3 separate regions of the Gossypium hirsutum genome follow, and all the other regions are linked to region 3. The links are chromatin contacts, called in public Hi-C maps. All regions are on one chromosome and are shown on one strand. The core of a region is the stretch at or near the end of the contact, and the rest is flanking DNA. Distances in the headings are between cores, read along the strand shown. Region 1 holds the start of LOC107951336 (4-coumarate--CoA ligase-like 5). Region 2 holds the start of LOC107951339 (protein FREE1). Region 3 holds the start of LOC107952050 (serine/threonine-protein kinase BSK1).

Region 1 (3,268 bases), core at 636-3,135, 300 kb before region 3:
TTTTTTATTTTTAAAAATTAAAGAGCGATTCACTATACTGATGATGTTAACTAAAGTAAGATTAGTGACTAATTTTGAATATTAAAATATCACATTTAACAATAATCAAATATTAAAATATTAAAATCTTAATTCAATTAAGGTAGATATTATTATCAATGTATGACGTGTGACGATATTGAAACTCATCTTTTTATTCTTATTCCTATTCCTATTCCTATTCCTATTCCTATTCATGGTTCATAAAAAACTAAATTAAGTCCACAAAGTATATAGGAAGTAAGAGAATATTCAAACCCTTGGTTTTAGTGGCTTTAAAGGATATTAATAATTAGGATAATACCTTTCATAACGGAGGGGCCCCTAAGCCAAAGCTCACCCGTCTGGTTCACGTTCAAAGCCTTACCACTATCCGGGTCCACAACCTTAGCCTCCATGCTAGGCGACAACATCCCCGCCGTACCATACTTTCGGCTCTCTTCCAATGAGTCCGTCGACGCACCAATCCCAGTTGACTCAGTCAAGCCGTACCCTTGAAGAATCTTTACATTCGGATACTTCTCCAGAAAACCCTCAATCACTTCTTTACTAAGCGGTGCCCCACCTGACAACGCCGAATGCAACGAACTCAGATCGTACTTCTTCCGTATCTGATCGGCGGCGTTTACCATCGCCACCAAAATTGGTGGCACCAGAGGTAGGTAGGTTGCCCGGTACTTCTCGATGGTTGATAGCATGTCGTGCATCTCGAACTTCGATAAAACTATGACCGTTGATCCAGAGGCCAACAGCCCAGTGGCAAAGGCTACTAAGCCGTAGATGTGAAACATAGGAACCGTGCAGATGAACTTTTCTCCTACTTCTATGCTGAACCTGTTTATAACCGTTTGTACCATGGCTATAAGATTTCTATGAGATGAAACCACTCCCTTGCTAGCACCTGTCGTACCAGAGGAATAAAGCAGAGTCGCCGTGTCATCCTGGTTGACTTGGTCCCTCACTCGACTCCCACTCGGTTCCCTCTTCATCATCTGATGTAAAGTTGTTACAATCTTCGCTTCCCCAGCCTGACTGCTCACGTGATCTTCTAGAAGCACGATCGGGATGGTGGAGCCTGCTAATTTAGGGAGGAGTTGAGGAATAGTGAAGGCGAGAACTGGCTTAGAATCGGCGACTTGTTTCCCGATTTCATTAGCCGTGTTGAGAGGGTTGGTGGTCGTTATGATAGCGCCCAGGGACATAACAGAGAGGCAAACAATGGGGAAGAAGATGGAGTTGGGTGAAAGGAGTAGAACCACATGGCCTTTCCGGATTCCCATGTCGGAAAGACACGTGGCGACGGAATCAACAGCCCTCCAAAGCTCCGAGAAGGTGAGATGGCGGCCGGTAGCGGCGTCGATGAAGGCAACTTTACCGTGGTGCGCCCGAGCCGAGATAAATGTGGTGACATCGAGGGAGTCGTTCTTGGGGAGTGGAATGGGTTTGCGCTTGCTGTAGAAGGTAGAATTGGACCGGCAAAAGCCACTCCTTGGATCGATTGCCAAGCTCATGTTTTCCGCCATGGATTTGCAGTTCCAATGTTTTTTTTTATTTTTTTATTTTTCTACTCTTCAAATAAAGTCGGCTGGTAGAAGAATCAATTTTATACTGTAAGACAGCGAAGTATGGGCAGTCACATAAGCGAGTGAGCTAGTTTAGGTCTTTTGAACAGTCCGCGTGGGTCTGAATCCTTAGGTGGCACGATCTTGGTCGTTGGATGGAAACAAAGTTGAACTTTTGTCGTAAGATCAAATTGAGTAATAGAGGAACGTGTTTGATTGTGTTGCCACGTGTGGATTTATCTGCTATTTATCACATATCGCACAGTACCTGGTCGTCGCCCGCCATCCTACTCTTCCGTGACCTCATTTTTCTTTTTAATTTACTTTAAAATATTATTTAATTTGTCACATTTCTTTTATTTGTAGTTTTGAGATTGGTCACTTTTGTAAAGATAATATATTATCACTAATGATTAATTTTGCCCAATAACATTAAAAAAATTATTTTATTTATTTATTTTGTTTTTTTTAACTTTTAAATTTACATTTCTATGTTAAATTACTCAAAAATAATAGAAATATTAATGTTTGTTAATTTTATTGAAGTGGCATACATACAGATTGTCATATGGATGACATGTCAGTATTTAATTAATTTTTTAAAATGTTAAAAAGTGTTAAAAATATTTTTTATAATTTATAATTTTAAAATTTTTTAAAATTTTAAAAAATTAATTAAATACTGGTATATCATCCACGTGAAAATTTACGTGTATACGTCAATAAAGTTAAAAAAATTTAATTTTTCTATCTATTTTAAGGTGATTTAAAAAAAATACAAGTTTAAGAGCGAAAAATTAAATGAAAGACTAAATTGACTTATTATTATTATTATAAAGTTGGAGAGCCACGTAAGTAATTATGCCAATATATTACCAACAAAATAATTAATAATAGGTTTTTTTTTTATTTGGGTAATATCAATAATAGGACTTTGACACCTTAAAAAGTAAAAGTCTTACAAAACTCTTTTACTATATACTTTGGATTGCATTTTAGTCCATTCATTAAAAAAAACAAATTAACACATTTAAGTTAGATGAGTGAGCAAGTCCATCCGTTAAAATTTAAATTTGGTGTTTATACATAAGATATAAGAATAAATTTAGTCTTCAACTTTTATACATTTATTCAATTTGACCCCTACTCTTTTATTAGAAGTAAATTAGAAAAAAATTAAAACTAATAAAACTAAAGAATAAAAGAGGCCTTAGCAACAAATTAAAAAAATCATTTAAACTCTTTTAAATTTTAAAAATTATTAAAAAAATTATAAAAAAATTATAATTATAAATTTTTTATTAAAAATTAACAATACTGGGTGTTGAAAATCTTATGAACATTAAAATTTAATAGTTGGATATTAAAATCTTATGACCATTAAAATTTAATTGTTAAAAATTAAAAATAATGTTATGACCATTAAAATTTAAAGGTTGGATATTGTTATTTTTTAATAATTTTAATTTTTTATAATTTTTTTATAAATTTTCTTTATGATTTTTAATAATTTATAAATTTTAAAAGGTTTAAATGATTTCTTTTTAATTTTTTATTAATGCTTTTTTGATTTTTTTGTCCTATTAGTTTTAAAAAATAATTTACTTTCAATAAAAGAATAGAGGTTAAATTAAATAAATGTATAAAGATAGAGGGTTAAATTTATC
Region 2 (3,056 bases), core at 534-3,033, 370 kb before region 3:
TTAACTTATATTGTTTAATTAGTGATTAATTAACTAATTTAATTATCATTAACATGGTTCAATTTATAATAAACTAATCTTAATTAATATAAGTGGGATATGTCATCAAATGCAACTAACTCATGTTGCAAAATGGTTTAATTACCATTTTAGACCTGTGGCTAATTGTAATTTAAGTCCATAAGTCTTTGGCCAATAAAAAATCTATAGCGATAAGACTTTTATAATTTTGTCTTTATACCTAAATTAAACAATCTATAGACAAAATTGAGGGACCAAACTTTAATATGTTTTTATACCAACTCCGTAAATATTCTTATTTAATATTTAAAAACTCGATTTACAGAAATAGGGTTCCCAAACTACCTTTTTCTGGCACTATTTAAAATCTACCTGTTACATGATTACTATTTCAATTAAACTAAGCAAATTATGAATATTTGATAAACTAAAACAATGAAAATTTCCAAATTTCTCAATCAATTTTAAAGACTCAGAACTTTAACTTCACCGAATCTAGTTAATCAAATATCTCACATTCAATTATTCAATCTATGTAATTACTAATCCAATATTCAATGACATTAACTAGACTCTACCAGTACCTAGCTAAATTAATCCCCCTTCCTCACTAGCTAAATTCGTATACTAGACAAGTCGGGTGAAATCACTAAGAAAAACCCTATTGGGTTGACTAAGGCATCAATTGTATTCCCATCCTAGCGACCAATTAACTCGTTCGTCAACACTACTAAAGTTAATCCTAATCTATTAAGTCTAGATCTCAACCTTAATTTTCTCTTCCAAGAAAAATAAAGATTATCAAATTAATACAACTTGGTGGTTGGGCAAGCAAATTAAATAAGCCTTGGAATGAATAAATAATTAACAAGGATCAAAATAATCAAAAAGAAAATAATTTAATTAACTAAGAAATATGGTTCATTATTATTCTAAGAACATAAAGTTTAGTTCATATTGAGTTGAAAAAACTACACAAGAAAATATTTAAAACAAACTTGCATAAATAAAAAGTAAAAAGAAACAATCTAGAGAGAAAGTAGTTATAAAATTTATGCCAAGCGCTCTAGATCTCTTTTTCTTCTTGTCTTTGCAAGTTGGAAGTTCCTCTTAATGCGAGAGAGTTGTTCTTTATCCCCTCAAGTTTCTCCCTCTTTTCCTCTTTGTTTTTTCCTCTTAAATCTAGTCACCCTTATTTTTTGGTTCTTCAATCACATCGCTTCATTGCATGAAGAAGTTGTAGTGGAATGGACTATTTGCTACCAAAATTTCTAATTTCAAGAGCGTGCTCCACTACATTGAATTAAATTTGGTGGAGTAAAAGATTTTTGTTCACCACTTTTGGCTCTTTGCTCCAAGTTTTTTATTCTTCATCTATGACCAAAAATAAAGAAAGAAAAATAGTAAATGAATCCGAAGTAATTATAAAAATGATAAAAACAAGCAAAAATAAAATAAAAAATAAATAATCTAAAAAACTATAAAATGTAATAAAAACTAACCTAAATGTTAAAATTAACTCTAAAAATAATATGAAAATTATACTAAAATAACTCTAAATATGAGAGTTATCACATCGCATGCAATGCACATGATATAAGTAGTAGTATTCTTAAAGAGTTGTAATATATAATTCAAAAAAATGAAGAAAAAATAAAAGGGTATGGAAGCCCAGCAGGCTTGGAAAGTTATGGGCTCCAATCCAAATATGGGATTCTAGAGGGCAATAATATTTAAATTATTTAACACTTGCTTTCAGAAGACGGAATAATAACCCATCAAATTCGGCATTGTATTAGAAGTTAGCATCAAATTCAGGATTCAGGGCAGATCAGCCATGCAACAAGGAGATTTGAGCTCCTCCTATTATCAACCTTCAAGCCCTAACACCTCCAACCCATCCCAATTTCATCACTCACCTTACGCATCAGCACCGCCTTTTTCCCCTTCCGATTACCAAAATCCTGATCCCTCTTATGCTCCTCCGCCGCCACCTACTCTGTATTCGCAACCGTCTTTCAATCAGCATCCGATCTCGCCAACGTCGGCTCCCGCTGCCCCTTCTTTCCCGCCTTATGATTCACCTGTCTCCCGGCCACCTTATTACCAGCCTTATGATCAGTATCCTAGCTATGTACCTCCTCCGCCAGACTCCAACCCCAACCCTATTCCGCCAGACTATTCAACCCCATATAATCAAATAGGATCATCACAATCCTCTGTCCCTCCTGCTTATGACAACCCCTACGATAATTCCATGAAATTGGATCAAAGCAGTGGCAGTTATTTCGACGACAAATTCGGAGCACGTTATAACCAGAGCAGATACGATATGGGACCCGATCTCTATGGTAAGCGATATGATAGCTATCCACCCTTCGGTGATGATGGTGGATATGGTGATGGGGTTTATGCTTATGAAGGAGGAAAGGTGGAGCCTTATGGAGCACGTGGCACAGCACCAAAATCATCGACTTGGGTCCAATTCGACGATTATGGGCGGACCATTAATTTCCCTTCTGGGAAGGACTCGTCAGGTTCATCTTCTGGTAAGATTGTGAGGGCGGTGCCTAAGGCGGAGACCCTGGAAGCCGTAAAGAGTGGGGTCCAGAAGTTTCGGGTTAAGTTGTTGAGTGAAGGTGGAGGAGAAGGCCCCATGGATGTACTTTGCCAGGTAATTCTTAATTAGAATTGGTTGAAATTGATTTACTTTTGTCTGGAAAGATGAAGTTCCTGGCATCAATTTCAGTATGATGAATTATGTGTGAATTTAAACTGAATGGCTAAAATGATTTGGAGTTTCGTTAGTTCTGTATGGTTAATAAAACATTTTAGTTCATATTGGAAGTGTCTAGTTCTGTATGGTTTATTTATATTGTTGTTCCTATTGACATTAATTGCAGAAAAATGTGTTCTTATATTCATCCAGTACTTTAGACTCATAATATAGCTTAATCTTTTTGGTGTCAGATTGGTTTAGATGGTATTCGTATGCTTGACCCTAACACCAGCCGAACTTTGAGAATATATCCCAT
Region 3 (3,244 bases), core at 480-2,979:
GAGAAGTTGAATAATAAGAAGAATTAAAAAGCTGATACCATTTCTTAAATACTCAGGAGGCGTGTATGCAAGATTTGTACTATAACTTTTTCCATCCCTGCTGTTCTTCATCAAACCAAAACATGAAAGTCGAGGATCGCCATTCTGCAAAAACCATTAAAAAGGTTATTAATAAGCTCGACAAAACAAATACAAAGAGCTAAAAAAAGAGAGTTTTGTTGCAATACCTCATCAAAGAGAACCCTATATGCATTCAAATCATGGTACAATGGACGACCTTCGCTGCTACAATAATCTAATGCTTCAGCTATGTATAAAGCAACTCTCAACCGCATAGCCCACTCAATAGTCTGGTTCTCCCCTGTCAAGCAAATAAAGAACAGAAATTATTTTCAAGCCAAAAACTGAAACATTAAAAGGAAGACAATATGGCAACACAATATGATTTTACATTTTCACTTATGTTACTTGAAAAGCATGACTTAAGGTGATAACTTAAAGATATTATCATGCAGGATCTAACTGGTTCAGAGACATTAGCTGGAAACAAGAATTTAACAGAAGACATCAATAAACACCCAACAAGTTAGGTCAGAGGAAATAATAATTGCACTCAAATTTAATTATATTTAGTTTACTTTTGTTCAGGAAAAAAAAAGTGATAGTAAAAATTGGAACCATACAGTGAAATAAATGCTTTGCAAGGGTATCATTCGGCATGTATTCAGCAACAAGCAATCTCTCGTCGCCATCGCAGCAATACCCAATCAAATTAGCCACTCTCTTATGTCTAAGGTTTCCAACACCGCGAGCTTCATCCTTTAATGATAAACAGAAAAAGAGATAAAAAAAACAAAAGAAAATCAGAAGAAGGGAAACCCTAAAAATGGAAATGGTTCAACAAAAAAAGAAAGCATACGGCGAATTGTTTAGGATCGGGCCAGGCTAATCTAGTGAATTTCTTGATGGCGATCCAACGTCGATTATTGTCGTTTTGGAGGCGGCCTTTATAGACCACGTTGGGGGCCTTTTCACCGCATTCAGAGACGATGAAATCGGAACTGAAGTTGTTGGTGGCAGCCTTGAGCTCAGCAAGGGAGAACTCGGAGAAATCAGGGAAGCCCGCAGCCCCACCGACAAGGGAATCTTTTCCAGCATTGGAAAGTGAGGAAGGGCCATTATTGGTCTGAGTGACACAATTGGTGTTGGTGTTGGTATTGTTGTTGTAGAGGTGGTGGTGGTGATTGGTTTTGTGCAGTGAATCGGGTCTTCTCAGAAAGGTGGATTCGCAGCAGCCCATAACTCGGGGTGAGTTGACTCAGACGACTAATTTATAAATTATAACCATAGAGATTCCTCTTCCTCTTTGATTTATTTAATCTCTTTTTTTTTTTTAAAAGTTATATAGTTTGGAGTTTATTCAATTAATGGCAGAGGGAAGGAATGGAGAAGCTATTTGGGTTTGGGAAGTTTCGAAGGAAAGAAGGAAGAAAGGAAAGGTGAGGACGACGTCGTGTGGGCTACTGTGTGTGAGAGAGAGAGAGAGAGTTTTACACCATAGGAGTGTGAAAGAAAGAGAGACAGGTTTCTCTTTCTTTCTTTCTTTCGTTGTTTCTCTCTCTTTTTCCGTCGGCCTCTTTCAGCCCTTTCTGCACTGACAAAACCTTCTGTCCCTTTCTCGACGTTGCTTTCTATGTTTCTTATATTTTTTTTTTCTCGCCTTAATAACAATTGTATGCTACAATAATATACTATTAGTCTATAGCTATTATACTATTGAATTGTCCTTTTTCCGTCCTTGATTTGATTTGATTCAAGGGTCTTTTTGTCTTCATCTCTGCTTCTATTTCTGCTTCACTCTTAAGTCTATATTTAATCATATTTATTTTTAGATGACTTCTTTAGAATTGCATTTTATTTTTATTCTAAATTACCTCATATAAATTTTTTATAAATAATTTTTAAAAATAAATTTTTATAATTTTTTTTATAATTATTTAAGTTTCCACTCCAAAATAAATCTAGATAATTGTTTGTCTAGGTTCATCTTACCTTAAACAACCATTTGTTAAGGTTCATTTTTAACATTATTTTTAATAATTTTTAATAATTTTAACAATTTCTTATCATTTTAAATACTTTCCTATAATTTTCTAAATTTTTTATAATTTTTAATAATAATTTGAAAAACCATGTCGATATCATGATTATAAAAAACTTTTTTTTTAGATTTTTAAATTTGTTTAAATATTGTCACAATAGCATAAGATACACGTGGCACTTCATGTGCCATTTTCTAGTTGCTCAGCTAGTCATATCAATGCTTGACAGTAGAAATTGGTGAAATTTTAATAGAATGACTAGTTTTCTTTTTTTATCTAACGTACGAGAACTAATTTGTTCATTTTTAATAGAGAGGGAAAATGCAATCTAATTCCTACTATAGGGGCTTCCATGATACTTTTACTACATTGGGTTTTATGCTTTTTCTTTCAAATAAAAGTTAATTTTACCTTGGATATTATTTTCGACGTCATCTTTTAATGGTGAATTTTTAATAGAATGATCAATTTGCACTTTCCTCTAATGTATAGAGGTTAATTTGACCATTTTTTAATAGAATAGGCTAAATGTAATTTAACTCCTAGTATAGGGGCTTCCATGATACTTTTATAATTATAATTTTTATCGCCCATTATTTTATTCAGTGAAAAAATATTTAATTTCTTGCATAATGATATTAATTAAAAATAATTAATTTTAAAATTTTAAAAATTAAAATAATTAATTATTTTAAGTGAAAGATAAATTTTAATGACAATTATTTATTATTATAAATAATATCTATACTTATTATAAGACCTTTAACTTAGTATTATGGGTTGATCGAGCTTTTGTCCTTTCATGCTTTCTTTTAAATGACAACTAACTTATATTATGATAATAATGCTTTTTGTTTTTTTATACTTTTATATAATCCTTTCATACTTTTATATAATTTTTATTTACTCTAATCTAATCTTTAAATAAAAAGATTAAAAAGTACATATCCAAGAATCAAACATGTGTTTAATAAAATTTATTTACAGTCAGGAAATTGATAGTATTTGGACATACAAGAAAGGATGAAAGTTATGGAGGAGTAACTGTCTTCACAACAGAGAAGATATGAGGAGCAGCAAAAGCATACAAGAGCAAATGCATAAATAGAGGCAAGCAGATGAAAGAAACACAAAGAACGAAA

The links. A called contact is a pair of places that touch in the nucleus more often than the background predicts.
Region 1: a contact with region 3 is called in a Hi-C map of leaf, with 2.4 times the contacts expected there. The contact joins the promoter of LOC107951336 here to the promoter of LOC107952050 in region 3. A contact is called at or near these places in 5 of 34 Hi-C or Micro-C datasets (all in leaf).
Region 2: a Hi-C map of leaf shows a contact between it and region 3, with 2.4 times the contacts expected there. The contact joins the promoter of LOC107951339 here to the promoter of LOC107952050 in region 3. A contact is called at or near these places in 3 of 34 Hi-C or Micro-C datasets (leaf and petal).

The regions. Positions count from the first base shown.
Region 1 is chrA02:31,243,510-31,246,777 of Gossypium_hirsutum_v2.1, forward strand. LOC107951336 (4-coumarate--CoA ligase-like 5) reads right to left here and starts at 1,886. Exons shown (of 5, transcript XM_016886345.2): 1 at 344-1,886. The coding sequence starts at 1,562.
Region 2 is chrA02:31,173,228-31,176,283 of Gossypium_hirsutum_v2.1, forward strand. It overlaps LOC107951339 (protein FREE1), which reads left to right and starts at 1,784. Exons shown (of 10, transcript XM_016886348.2): 1 at 1,784-2,695; 2 at 2,992-3,056. The coding sequence starts at 1,859.
Region 3 is chrA02:31,541,148-31,544,391 of Gossypium_hirsutum_v2.1, forward strand. It overlaps LOC107952050 (serine/threonine-protein kinase BSK1), which reads right to left and starts at 1,730. Exons shown (of 9, transcript XM_016887287.2): 1 at 920-1,730; 2 at 684-819; 3 at 228-361; 4 at 39-144. The coding sequence starts at 1,300.